3 separate regions of the Mus musculus genome follow, and all the other regions are linked to region 3. A link is a contact called in public HiChIP or PLAC-seq and promoter capture Hi-C data. All regions are on one chromosome and are shown on one strand. The core of a region is the stretch at or near the end of the contact, and the rest is flanking DNA. Distances in the headings are between cores, read along the strand shown. Region 1 overlaps Atp6v1b2 (ATPase, H+ transporting, lysosomal V1 subunit B2). Region 2 overlaps Slc18a1 (solute carrier family 18 (vesicular monoamine), member 1). Region 3 holds the start of Lpl (lipoprotein lipase).

Evidence for each region. Promoter capture Hi-C pulls out the DNA fragments that hold promoters and counts their contacts. HiChIP or PLAC-seq counts read pairs in DNA pulled down with a chosen protein or histone mark.
Region 1: an H3K4me3 HiChIP or PLAC-seq map of bone marrow-derived macrophages shows a contact between it and region 3, with 3 times the contacts expected there. The contact joins the enhancer-like site here to the promoter of Lpl in region 3. A contact is called at or near these places in 5 of 39 promoter capture datasets (the C10 cell line, cranial neural crest, embryonic stem cells and 2 more), 13 of 484 Hi-C or Micro-C datasets (the G1E-ER4 cell line, bone marrow-derived macrophages, embryonic fibroblasts and 5 more), 3 of 115 datasets of contacts at active chromatin or transcription factors (bone marrow-derived macrophages and heart atrium) and 2 of 9 other capture datasets (adipose tissue and pancreatic islet).
Region 2: a promoter capture Hi-C map of embryonic stem cells shows a contact between it and region 3. The contact joins the enhancer-like site here to the promoter of Lpl in region 3. A contact is called at or near these places in 4 of 39 promoter capture datasets (the C10 cell line, embryonic stem cells, hematopoietic stem and progenitor cells and 1 more), 1 of 484 Hi-C or Micro-C datasets (bone marrow-derived macrophages), 1 of 115 datasets of contacts at active chromatin or transcription factors (bone marrow-derived macrophages) and 4 of 9 other capture datasets (adipose tissue, liver, macrophages and 1 more).

The regions. Positions count from the first base shown.
Region 1 is chr8:69,101,452-69,104,645 of GRCm38.p6, forward strand. It overlaps Atp6v1b2 (ATPase, H+ transporting, lysosomal V1 subunit B2), which reads left to right. Exons shown (of 14, transcript NM_007509.3): 3 at 1-12; 4 at 485-578; 5 at 713-790; 6 at 1,000-1,139; 7 at 1,311-1,412; 8 at 1,929-2,026; 9 at 2,194-2,317. Among named protein-coding and RNA genes, the nearest start is that of Slc18a1, 14 kb to the left of the region's middle. Within about 2 kb of position 1,715, at least 11 of the 459 cell types and tissues checked have an H3K27ac peak or open chromatin away from gene starts, as enhancers often do. A contact at or near this core is called in bone marrow-derived macrophages, where this site is marked.
Region 2 is chr8:69,061,714-69,065,098 of GRCm38.p6, forward strand. All of the region lies in intron 9 of Slc18a1 (solute carrier family 18 (vesicular monoamine), member 1), which reads right to left. Among named protein-coding and RNA genes, the nearest start is that of Atp6v1b2, 25 kb to the right of the region's middle. Within about 2 kb of position 1,973, at least 36 of the 459 cell types and tissues checked have an H3K27ac peak or open chromatin away from gene starts, as enhancers often do. A contact at or near this core is called in embryonic stem cells and liver, where this site is marked.
Region 3 is chr8:68,878,559-68,882,002 of GRCm38.p6, forward strand. Lpl (lipoprotein lipase) reads left to right here and starts at 1,997. Exons shown (of 10, transcript NM_008509.2): 1 at 1,997-2,282. The coding sequence starts at 2,195.

The sequences.
Region 1 (3,194 bases), core at 465-2,964, 220 kb after region 3:
GCAGTGGTTCAGGTGAGTGCCACTCAGAACCATTGAGGCATTTCCCAATCAAAGCCCATCGTTCCGTGACAGGACAGTGATGAGAAGTGCATTCACTGGCGATCGGATGCCATCAAAATGGTACCTAACTCAGCTCTTGGATTTCTTCCTTAAAATTCCTATCTTTTAATGTTATTTTATTATAGAGAAAGAGAAATTTCTCAGTATGTACCCAAAAAATATTCTAGGGCAGTAGCAGGTTAAATTTGTAAAAGTAGATGGATGGGGTTCTGGGGGTTATTGGTTTTTTGGTTTTTTTATATTTATAAGATGGCCAGAAGTCCTTAGTTTCTTTTTCCTTGTTCTTTGTTTTAAACATCCTTTTTACACATAAAGGTCCTCAGCTCCTTGGGATGTTTGACCCTGCAAGCAGGACCTTTGGTCTAGTTAGTGTCCCTGACCTAAATATCTTTTACCCTTCTACTTGATTCTCTTTTTTTGGTAGGTATTTGAAGGGACATCTGGTATAGACGCCAAGAAAACATCCTGTGAGTTTACTGGAGATATTCTCCGAACACCAGTGTCTGAGGATATGCTTGGTAAGTGACTATCACTCTTCGTTCCGTACACAGATCTGTTTCCTTTTAAACATATTTATTTAAAATCTAGAAACATACAAGCACAGATTGGGAAGTATGGGTTTACTCTGTTCTGTCTTGTTGCTGTTGTATAGGTCGAGTATTCAACGGATCAGGAAAACCCATTGACCGAGGCCCTGTGGTGCTGGCTGAAGACTTCCTTGACATCATGGGTAGGGGCAGTAGATGGGTGTCAGTGTTGGGGAAACTAACTCTGTCTACTGGCAGCCTTACCGGAGAGAGAATAGTTATGGTAACATTGAAAGGAGATAGATAAATACAGAGAAATTCTTTGTTTGAGTTCTGACCTTTTAATTATTTGTTTGTATCCATGACCAATGTGCAGACATACTAACATTTTTCCCTTTTTGGAATACATCAGGTCAGCCAATCAACCCTCAGTGTCGGATCTATCCAGAAGAGATGATTCAGACGGGCATTTCCGCCATCGATGGCATGAACAGTATTGCTAGGGGACAGAAAATCCCCATCTTTTCTGCTGCTGGATTACCACACAACGAGGTGAGGGCAGATGGACTTGTCGTGCCGTGTGTAGTCACGGGGGGAATACACACATCAGCTTACCTACCACGGACTTGATGTTTTAATTCAGGCTACTAATTAAAGTATTCAAGAGAGAAGAATAAATTACTTTGTTGTCAGGATATGATTTTTAGTTTTCATCCTTAACAGATTGCAGCTCAGATCTGTCGCCAGGCTGGTTTGGTAAAGAAATCCAAAGATGTAGTGGACTATAGTGAAGAAAATTTTGCCATTGTGTTTGCTGCTATGGGAGTAAGTATGGTATTATGTTTGGGAATAACATAAAATTAACTGTTGTTAGAAAGAGGTGATAAACTATACAAAATCAACTTTATTCTTAGATAGAAACTCTGTATCTTGGCATTTTAGCAAAACTTAGGAGTCAGATTTAGCATGTAGCTGAAACCTAATAAGACTTTGCATGCCAAAGTGCTTTACTCTGACTTGCACTTAAAAAAGAAAAAAATGGAGGCTTGAAACGTACATATGTATGTGGTTATATTAAAGGCAGGTTCATGGGGAAGCTGCCCTCTGGGAATTCACTGGCCCCAAGAATTAAGGCCAGGGGAGTCCCCATGGGGAGGGGAGGGAGAGAAAGAGGAAGGTTTGTGCACACATGCAGAGAAAGAAGAGGAGGAGGAAAGAAAAAAGAGGAAGAGAGCTTGACTGTTTAAAACAGAATAATTTAGATTTATAGCTTGGCCTTCCTCAGAAATAGATGCTGAGAATGTTCTTTTGCATTGCACTGATGACGTCACTGATACTTAGGTAAACATGGAAACAGCCCGGTTCTTTAAATCTGACTTTGAAGAAAATGGCTCAATGGACAATGTCTGCCTTTTTTTGAATCTGGCTAATGACCCAACGTAAGTAAAACTTGTTTCTCTCTGAGTTACTGCCTACAGAGGCATCTTTAAAGTAATTTTGTTTTCCTCTCCTCTGTGAACTAAGAGTGTCAAAAGGAAAATGCTGCTGTCGCAGCCTTGTTTTGGTTGTGGCTTTTGAGTGACCTGGGACGTGTGTTCCCTTTCAGCATTGAGCGGATCATCACTCCTCGCCTGGCTCTGACCACGGCCGAGTTTCTGGCATATCAGTGTGAGAAGCACGTGCTGGTGATCCTGACGGACATGAGCTCCTACGCTGAAGCGCTGCGAGAGGTAACTCTTCCCTTCTTTTTTTCCTTCTTTTCTCAAACAAAATGTGTCAAGTAGGGTCATCTTGATCTTTTGTAAGTTTCTGTTTTTCTTTAATCATAAAAGAGATAGTACAAGGCTGGGTGTGGTGGCACACGCCTTTAATCCCAGCCCTTGGGAGGCAGAGGCAGGAGGATTTCGGAGTTCGAGGACAGCCTGGTCTACAAAGTGAGTTCCAGGACAGCCAGGGCTACACAGAGAAAACCTGTCTCGGGAAAAAAACAAAACAAAACAAAACAAAACACCCAGATAGTACAATTTTTTTTGTCTCTGTCAACTTGGAAATAGTAGAGAGTGAGATTAAAATTAGTAACTGTCACTGTCTCTCTCAAGGGCTGAAGAAGTAAGAAAGCACCACAAGCGGATGGTAGTGTTTCATTCCCAAGAACTTCTGACCATACTGTGTGTTAACCCTGTGTACATTTGTGTGTGTGTGTGTGTGTGTGTGTGTGTGTGTGTGTGTGTGTGTGTGTGTGTTTATGTGCTCACGGAGGCCAGAAGGGGGCACCGATTGCCTGGAAGTGGGTGGCTGTGAGGATCCCAGTGTGGGTGCTTGAAACCAAACCCAGGAACTCAGCCAACACTCTTAGCCTGCTAAGCCTGTTAACTCTTGAGTGCACAAAAAGACTGAGGAAACCTGCTCTCTAATGACCTGTATTTTAAAGTCCCCAAGATCATTACCACATTGTCACAGTGTTTACGTTGACTCTGAAAGACTGGAGTCTTGTCTTCATTGAAGCAGATCCATACCTTTGTTAACGAAAAAAAATGAGCTAAGAGAAAGATTTTTGTTTGTTGGGATCAAAGGCGTGCGCCACCACTCCTGGCAAACCTAGGTTTA
Region 2 (3,385 bases), core at 723-3,222, 180 kb after region 3:
ATAATTTGTTTTTACTTATACTGCACAGATATTGTCACATGATGGCTTTCTTCTCCATCATATTTTCTAAAGCTTTCCTGTATTTGTTAATACTTCATAATTAGTAATCAAGTTGTGATTGATATATAAACAATTGCTTAACTGTTTTGCCCATGGCTAGAAAGATTTTTTTTATCAGCATTTTATTCCTCAGTATAATACTGCCATAAACACCTTTGTCATGATCCTCTTGCCCCAGCTTCTTTAGTGCTGACTTAGTGACCTACCACACTCATTCTGCCATTTTTGCTGAAAGAGAACCTTTAATTCCTCTAAAATGATTTTCTTAAAATATATGCCTCATGTTAAGATAATAACAAGAAACTGATCTTCTCTATAGCCCTTAATAAATAGTGCATACACATGTTCTGAATTTTGAAACTTTCCATTTTGAAAGTTATTTTTTAAATTATTATAATGGTAGCTGGAGATGAAGCTCAGTGGTTAAGAGCACTTGCTACTCTTATAGAGGACCTGGGTTCAACTCCCAGCATGACATGGTGGCTCACAACCACCATGGACTCCAGTCCAAAGGATCCAGTGCCCTCTGCTGGCTTCCACAGGCATCAGGCATGCATGGCGTGTGCGAGCACACACACACACACACACACACATATGCACACACACATATGCACACACAGAGAAAATAGACATACATATAAAATGAAATAAATCTAAAAAATTATAATAGAATAAAATCTATTAAATGTTTTATAAGAATTAAAATGTAATATTAATGTATTCTGTGTACTTTTAAGTAAAAAATTGGTATACTCTTCCTAAAACACTGGAGGAAAAACATCAAGTAGGATGTAAAGACAAATAAAGTAAGCATGATGGAACTATAAGCCTAAGCTGTAATATGCCACATATTACCCAGGCCTACCTTCAAAAATATTCCACCAATAAATTAACCCTCAACTTCTTTTTCTTATTTATTTATTTATTTATTTATTTATTTATTTATTTATTTTTCTTGGTATCCCCGAGACAGGGTTTCTCTTTGTAGCCCTCTCACTGTCCTGAAAACCACTCTGTAGACCAGGCTAGCCTCAAACTCATATTCACCTGCCTCCTCTGCCTCTGCCTCTGCCTCTGCCTCTGCCTCTGCCTCTGCCTCTGCCTCTGCCTCTGCCTCTGCCTCTGCCTCTGCCTCTGCCTCTGCCTCTGCCTCTGCCTCTGCCTCTGCCTCTGCCTCTGCCTCTGCCTCTGCCTCTGCCTCTGCCTCTGCCTCTGCCTCTGCCTCTGCCTCTGCCTCTGCCTCTGCCTCTGCCTCTGCCTCCCAGGTGTAGAGGACTGCACCACCAGCACTCAACTAGCCCTCAACTTTCTATTCAGAGTATATATTTTGAAGAAGGAGGAAGAGGAAGAAAAGGAGAAAGAGGAGGAGGAGCAGGAGGAAGAGGAGGAGGAGCAGGAAGAGGAGGGGGAGGAGGAAGAGGAGGAGAAGAAGAAGAAAAAGAAGAAGAAGAAGAAGAAGAAGAAGAAGAAGAAGAAGAAGAAGAAGAAGAAGAAGAAGAAGAAGAAGAAGAAGAAGAAGAAGAAGAAGAAGAAATGAAATATGGCAGGCTTTAGAGGGAGGAAAGGGAAGGGGAAAATGATGTATCTATATTATAATCTCAAAAATAAAAGAAATAATTTTAAGCCCTGTTAAACAAACAAACAAACAAAAAAAAAAAACAAGTGTTCCCACTCATGGCTATAAACCTACAACTTGGGGAGGCTGAGTCAGGAGGATTACCATTGAGTTCAATACCAGACAGATCTACAGTATGGGGCCCTGATTCACAAGAAACCAGAATAAATAAGTAAACCAGGAAAAGAAGAAAACAATGTAGAGGGCAAAGTGCAGGTCCAAAGGCTTGCAAACGCCCATGCTGTGGCAGCTGTTCCCACTATGAGGTAAGTCCGGGGGTGGAGGCACTTCCTTACCCTTTGACCCTTTCTTCTCCACTCCTCCTGGGGCTGCATAGCACACACTAACTGCACTGGCCTGCCTTGCTTTGTTCTGCTGCAGTCTAAAGATTTTCCTCACTGCCCTTCTCTCTGCTGCTGTCTAGGGGGTGGGGCTGATTCTCCCCTTTGCACTCTTTATCTCCGTTAACTCTGTGGGCCTCCGTTAACTCTGTGGGCCTCCGTTAACTCTGTGGGCCTCGGTTTGCTTTGCTTTTAGGTATAGCTCCCTTCTCTCTTCTCTTCTCCTCCTATTTTTAGCTTCTGAATCTCTTTTGATTCCTAGTCTTCCTGGCTTCTTTTTGCCACGTGGCTGGTCACCTGGTCACCCTTGTTATTCAGCCCACTCCCACCCCTCTTCCCCCACTTCACCACCACCCTCTCCCTGTGACACTACAATCTGCCTTGTTTGAAATCTCTCCCCTGTTTAATGAGGGCAATTGCTCTCATTTTTGTCTATACGTTTCTTATTTCAGCCTTTTTAACTATCATTAATTCCAGGATTTAAAATTTTCATCTTCTGGAGACTTCTTTGTTTTCTTTCAGTTCTTCTTTGTCCTTGGCTTAAAGAGGACATTTCGGAATCAGGCACTTTGGTAGCCCCTGCTATCCTAGAGCTCAGGAGGTAGAGGAAGGAAGGACAGGAGTTCAAGGTCATCCTCTGCCTCTGCTGCATAGTGAGTTAACGGCCAGCCTGGGCTACACGAAACTGGGTCTCTGACTCTGGTTTGGTCTTACTCGGTTTCCCAGTCCTTGGAAAAATCATGTCTTTTGCCTTATTTTGCTGACACTTTTTAGAGGCAAACAGTGAGATAAACACATCCAGTCTCTGGATGTCTTTCTTCACCGCTTTAGTTTCATTTTCTAAGTTTTTCTTCCTATCACAAGGAAAACTTCTTTCTAGTCTTCCCATTGCCTCTCAGGCCCCAGTATCATATCCACAGTATGTCCTCTCTATCAGCTTTATACAGGATCCTACCTCCGTGCTCTCTGTATATAGACTCTCCTCCAGCTCAGATACACCCTTTCTTTCCCAATGGTGTCCATTTCTTCTCTACCTCTGTTGTTCTAGTCCCTTCTCCTTTGACTTCAGGCAGTTCACCCATACTGAGAGTGGACCTGGCCCAGCTGAAACCACTGCTTCTGTCACAGGAAAAATGCTTGCACCCCAGTACCTCCTTAATTAGTGATTGCACCCTGGGCAACTCCTCCCTTAATGCTGTGCCCATCCCCCTCATAATACAGCCATCTTTTGCTTGGAGTCAGATAAGCACCAGCTCTGGTATTTATTAACTATGACTGAATGGTGTTCAACTGGGGATGCTCTTAGAGCAGGTTGTTGGGAGGTCTCTGTCACCTTCTTCATCCTTTAGAAAACAGTGCTTTCTTTTTT
Region 3 (3,444 bases), core at 747-3,246:
CAGGAGCCTGACCTGGAGCTCATGTGAGCGTCTGCGGGGAGAACTGGGGCACCTGACTAAGGCCAGCACAACCAATCATGAACAAGTGTGGCTGCCACACCTACCTGCCCACCACTTGTCCCCTGGAGAGAGGCCAGCGTGTCTGAATTCCGTGTTAGTTCTTCTTGGAAATCTGTGCACCGTACTGGTCATGCAAAGTGACAATATAGGCCAGTATAAGTCAGGTTCACATATTATAGAAGCAGCTTCAACAAACCATAGATAAGTATTTATCTCTGGACTCTTGAGTGCTTTCTGTGATCAGTTAACTGGAGAGGCATTTTTAAAATGCATTGTGTTAGATGCCCCTTTGCCCCTTTATTAATCTCATAAAATCTTGAAGTTCTCTGAAAGTTCCAGGTAGCAGTGCAGGTCGGTTTGGAGTCTGATCAAATGACTTTTAAGCTTGAAATTCGGCTGTGTGGCTATTCTAGATAAAACACAAAGCATTTCTACACTTCTGTTTTTATGTCTTTTATGCCACTGCCATGTTTTAAAATTAGAGCTTCCTATATACTTCTTTCAGAGGTTGGCCATATTCTAGTTATGTGCCCTGGAGTATCTCTGCCATTTCCAAAGTTGTTCAGTGGGGTTTCGCTCTTGCCAACTTTCAAGATCCACCACATGCGTTGGAGCCAGTAATGAACGTGGATGATGCATTGCTTAGCGATTGCAGTGCAAGATGAGATGGCGAGACATCTGGCTGGAATTCATCTACACAACAGCATGTTTGGCTTTTATCTGATAGTTGTGAGAAATTTAAAAAGCGGGCTTATATTAAAGTATATAGTTTTTGATCCCCTTAACCTCCAAGGGTGTGTGTGTGTGTGTGTAGAGAGAGAGGGAACCATCCTAAAAATATTGAGATCAGTAAAGAGAACTAATTTTTTGAGGTGGTTTCTCAGCATTAAGGTGGGGAATTTAATGTTTATTGGTTTTTTTTTCTAGCTAATCAGCACCCTTTTCATTTAAAAAGATACTTGCAGATGAGCACAGTATATGATGTGCTTTTATTTTTCTTGCTTTTCTACAAACATGTGCTAGTCCACTTTGCAAAAGCTCAGTATTCACCCTTGCAAAGTACAATTTAATATCAACGCATCAACATAGCTGAACAATGATAAGCATAATGGAATTTGGAATATTTCTATCATGCTCCTCACCCTGCCCCCACACTCCTAGCACCCCATATCCCCTCGCCCTGGAACATCACTAATCTATGGACTGTCTTTGTAGGTTTGGAATGGTCATTTGGCATGGCCTCTCCCACTGAAAATCCAGGATAGCTTAAAATGTTTGACCATGACTTTCTGCCTCTGAAAATAGATGTTATTCTTGAGTTTCTTGCTGAATTAAAGGATCGAGTACAATTTACATAAGGCAAAAATTAGAAACTAGTTAAAGCAAGTGGGTCTTTTCTTCTACTACAGAAGGAGACCCATATTGCCAAGATACAAAGCAGACCGTGCAGGCACCATGCGCTGAGCAATATGTGTCCTAAGGTCCCTTTGGCGCGTGGGGACCTGTGGGTGGGTGGGGGAGGGTGTGCGTTTGAAAGGATCTCTCAAGTTTAACAAAGATTTATCAAAAGGTTGTATGTGTGTGAGTGTGAAAGTGTTAGGTACACGCTGTTTAAGAGCAAAACTTCTTCCCCTTAGAAAACGGATCGTAGACTACTCAACATAAATCAGTGTAAACCCCTCCTCTCTGCCTCTATAGGGGTCCCTAGGGACCAGATTCCTCCCGGTAGGCAAACTGGAGTCTAAACAACAAGCAAGCTTTCCTTCCTGCCCTTTCCCCTTCTTCTCGCTGGCACCGTTGAGCCTCGTTACCGTTTGCTCAAATATTTGGAAGTGCATTTAGAGTCCTCCCCCCAACTTATGATTTTATAGCCAATAGGTGATGAGTCTTATTTGCATATTTCCAGTCACTTAAACAGCTGTGCAGTGGAAACAGTGTCAGACTCTCGATTTCTCCTCCTACTCCTCCTCCGAGGAATTCTGCCCCTTGTAACTGTTCTGCCCTCCCCTTTAAAGGTTGACTTGCCCTACGGCGCTCCACCGCGCTCCAGTCCTCTTGCGCCTCCTGCTCAACCCGCTCCTGACTGCCCCACGCCGCGTAGTTCCAGCAGCAAAGCAGAAGGGTGCACCGGGAGATGGAGAGCAAAGCCCTGCTCCTGGTGGTCCTGGGAGTTTGGCTCCAGAGTTTGACCGCCTTCCGAGGAGGGGTGGCCGCAGCAGACGGTACGTTTTTCGCGCCAACTCCCCCTACCCCCACCTGCAGACCCGGACAGGACCACTTTTTCTCCATCTGAAGATGGGAGGGAGAAAGTTGGAAGTACGTGCATGCACTGGGACTCCCAGGCGCAGTAAATTCCCGGGAAGGGTGGCTGGAATGGAATCCAGGAGGAGAAGGGAGAGACTCTGCCTCCCATCACGCTACGGCGACTCTGGGTTCCCGCTTTTTTTTCCTTTCTCCTGAGTTCCCACTCGGTCTCCTGCTCTCTCCCGCCGACTGCCATCGCAGGGAACGGCTGGGGCGTGGGGTGTGGAGCCTAGGATGGGGAGACGCAGAGGCCGAGCAAAGCTGTAGTGACCGGTGGTGACCTCCCTATAGGGAATAGGGGTGCTGAATGCAAGGCACGCGGGCCAAAGTGACCCTAACTTTGCTGGGACTGCGGGTCAGACCCCTCTAGAAGCGGGAAGAGTGAATCGAGGGTGCAGGTGGGAGGACGCGTTGTGTGCATTCCAACTGTACAGGGCGCTGTCGCTCTCGGCGGGGGGTTGTGAGCTACAGTGAAAGTGGGAGTGCGCGGTGGCGCCCGGGAACGCGTGGCGCAGAGTCCTGGAAGCTGGCGTCCTGCAAGCGTTCCTGTGCTCGGCTTAGCTCAGTACTCAAGAAAGCCCAGAAATGAACCTACCCTCCAGAAAACGAGGTTCAGCCACCAGCCGACTGGAGCCTGTGGCTTGGAGGTTGCCAGTTCAGCTCTGTGTCCTTTCCTTGCTGTCCCAGGAGAGGCTCGCCCTAAGGGAGGCGCTCAGCTAGCTGAGAGCACATGGGATTCTCTAGAGCCTAAGGGAGATCGCTTTCAACACTAGGTGAAAAAAAAAAAAAAAGCGGCCACCTCCACGGCTCTGCCTGCTCTCTGCCTAGAGAAGACTAGGGTCAGTAGCAAGTTGCTTTATGGCCTTGAAGTCGAGACCTGCCCACAATTGAGAAGCCTTGTAACTTGAACCTTGATTGAGCTAACAGAACACAGACTCAAAATGTGACTGAACTCAGTCGTAAAAGAAGGCTGGGGTTTCCTTGTGTTGCTGCTGGTGGAATCGCCACGAGGGTGGTGTCCCCTGGAGGTGCTCTAAGGTGGCACATCCGCAGCCTAATTCCAGTCTTAGTGGAGTCTAT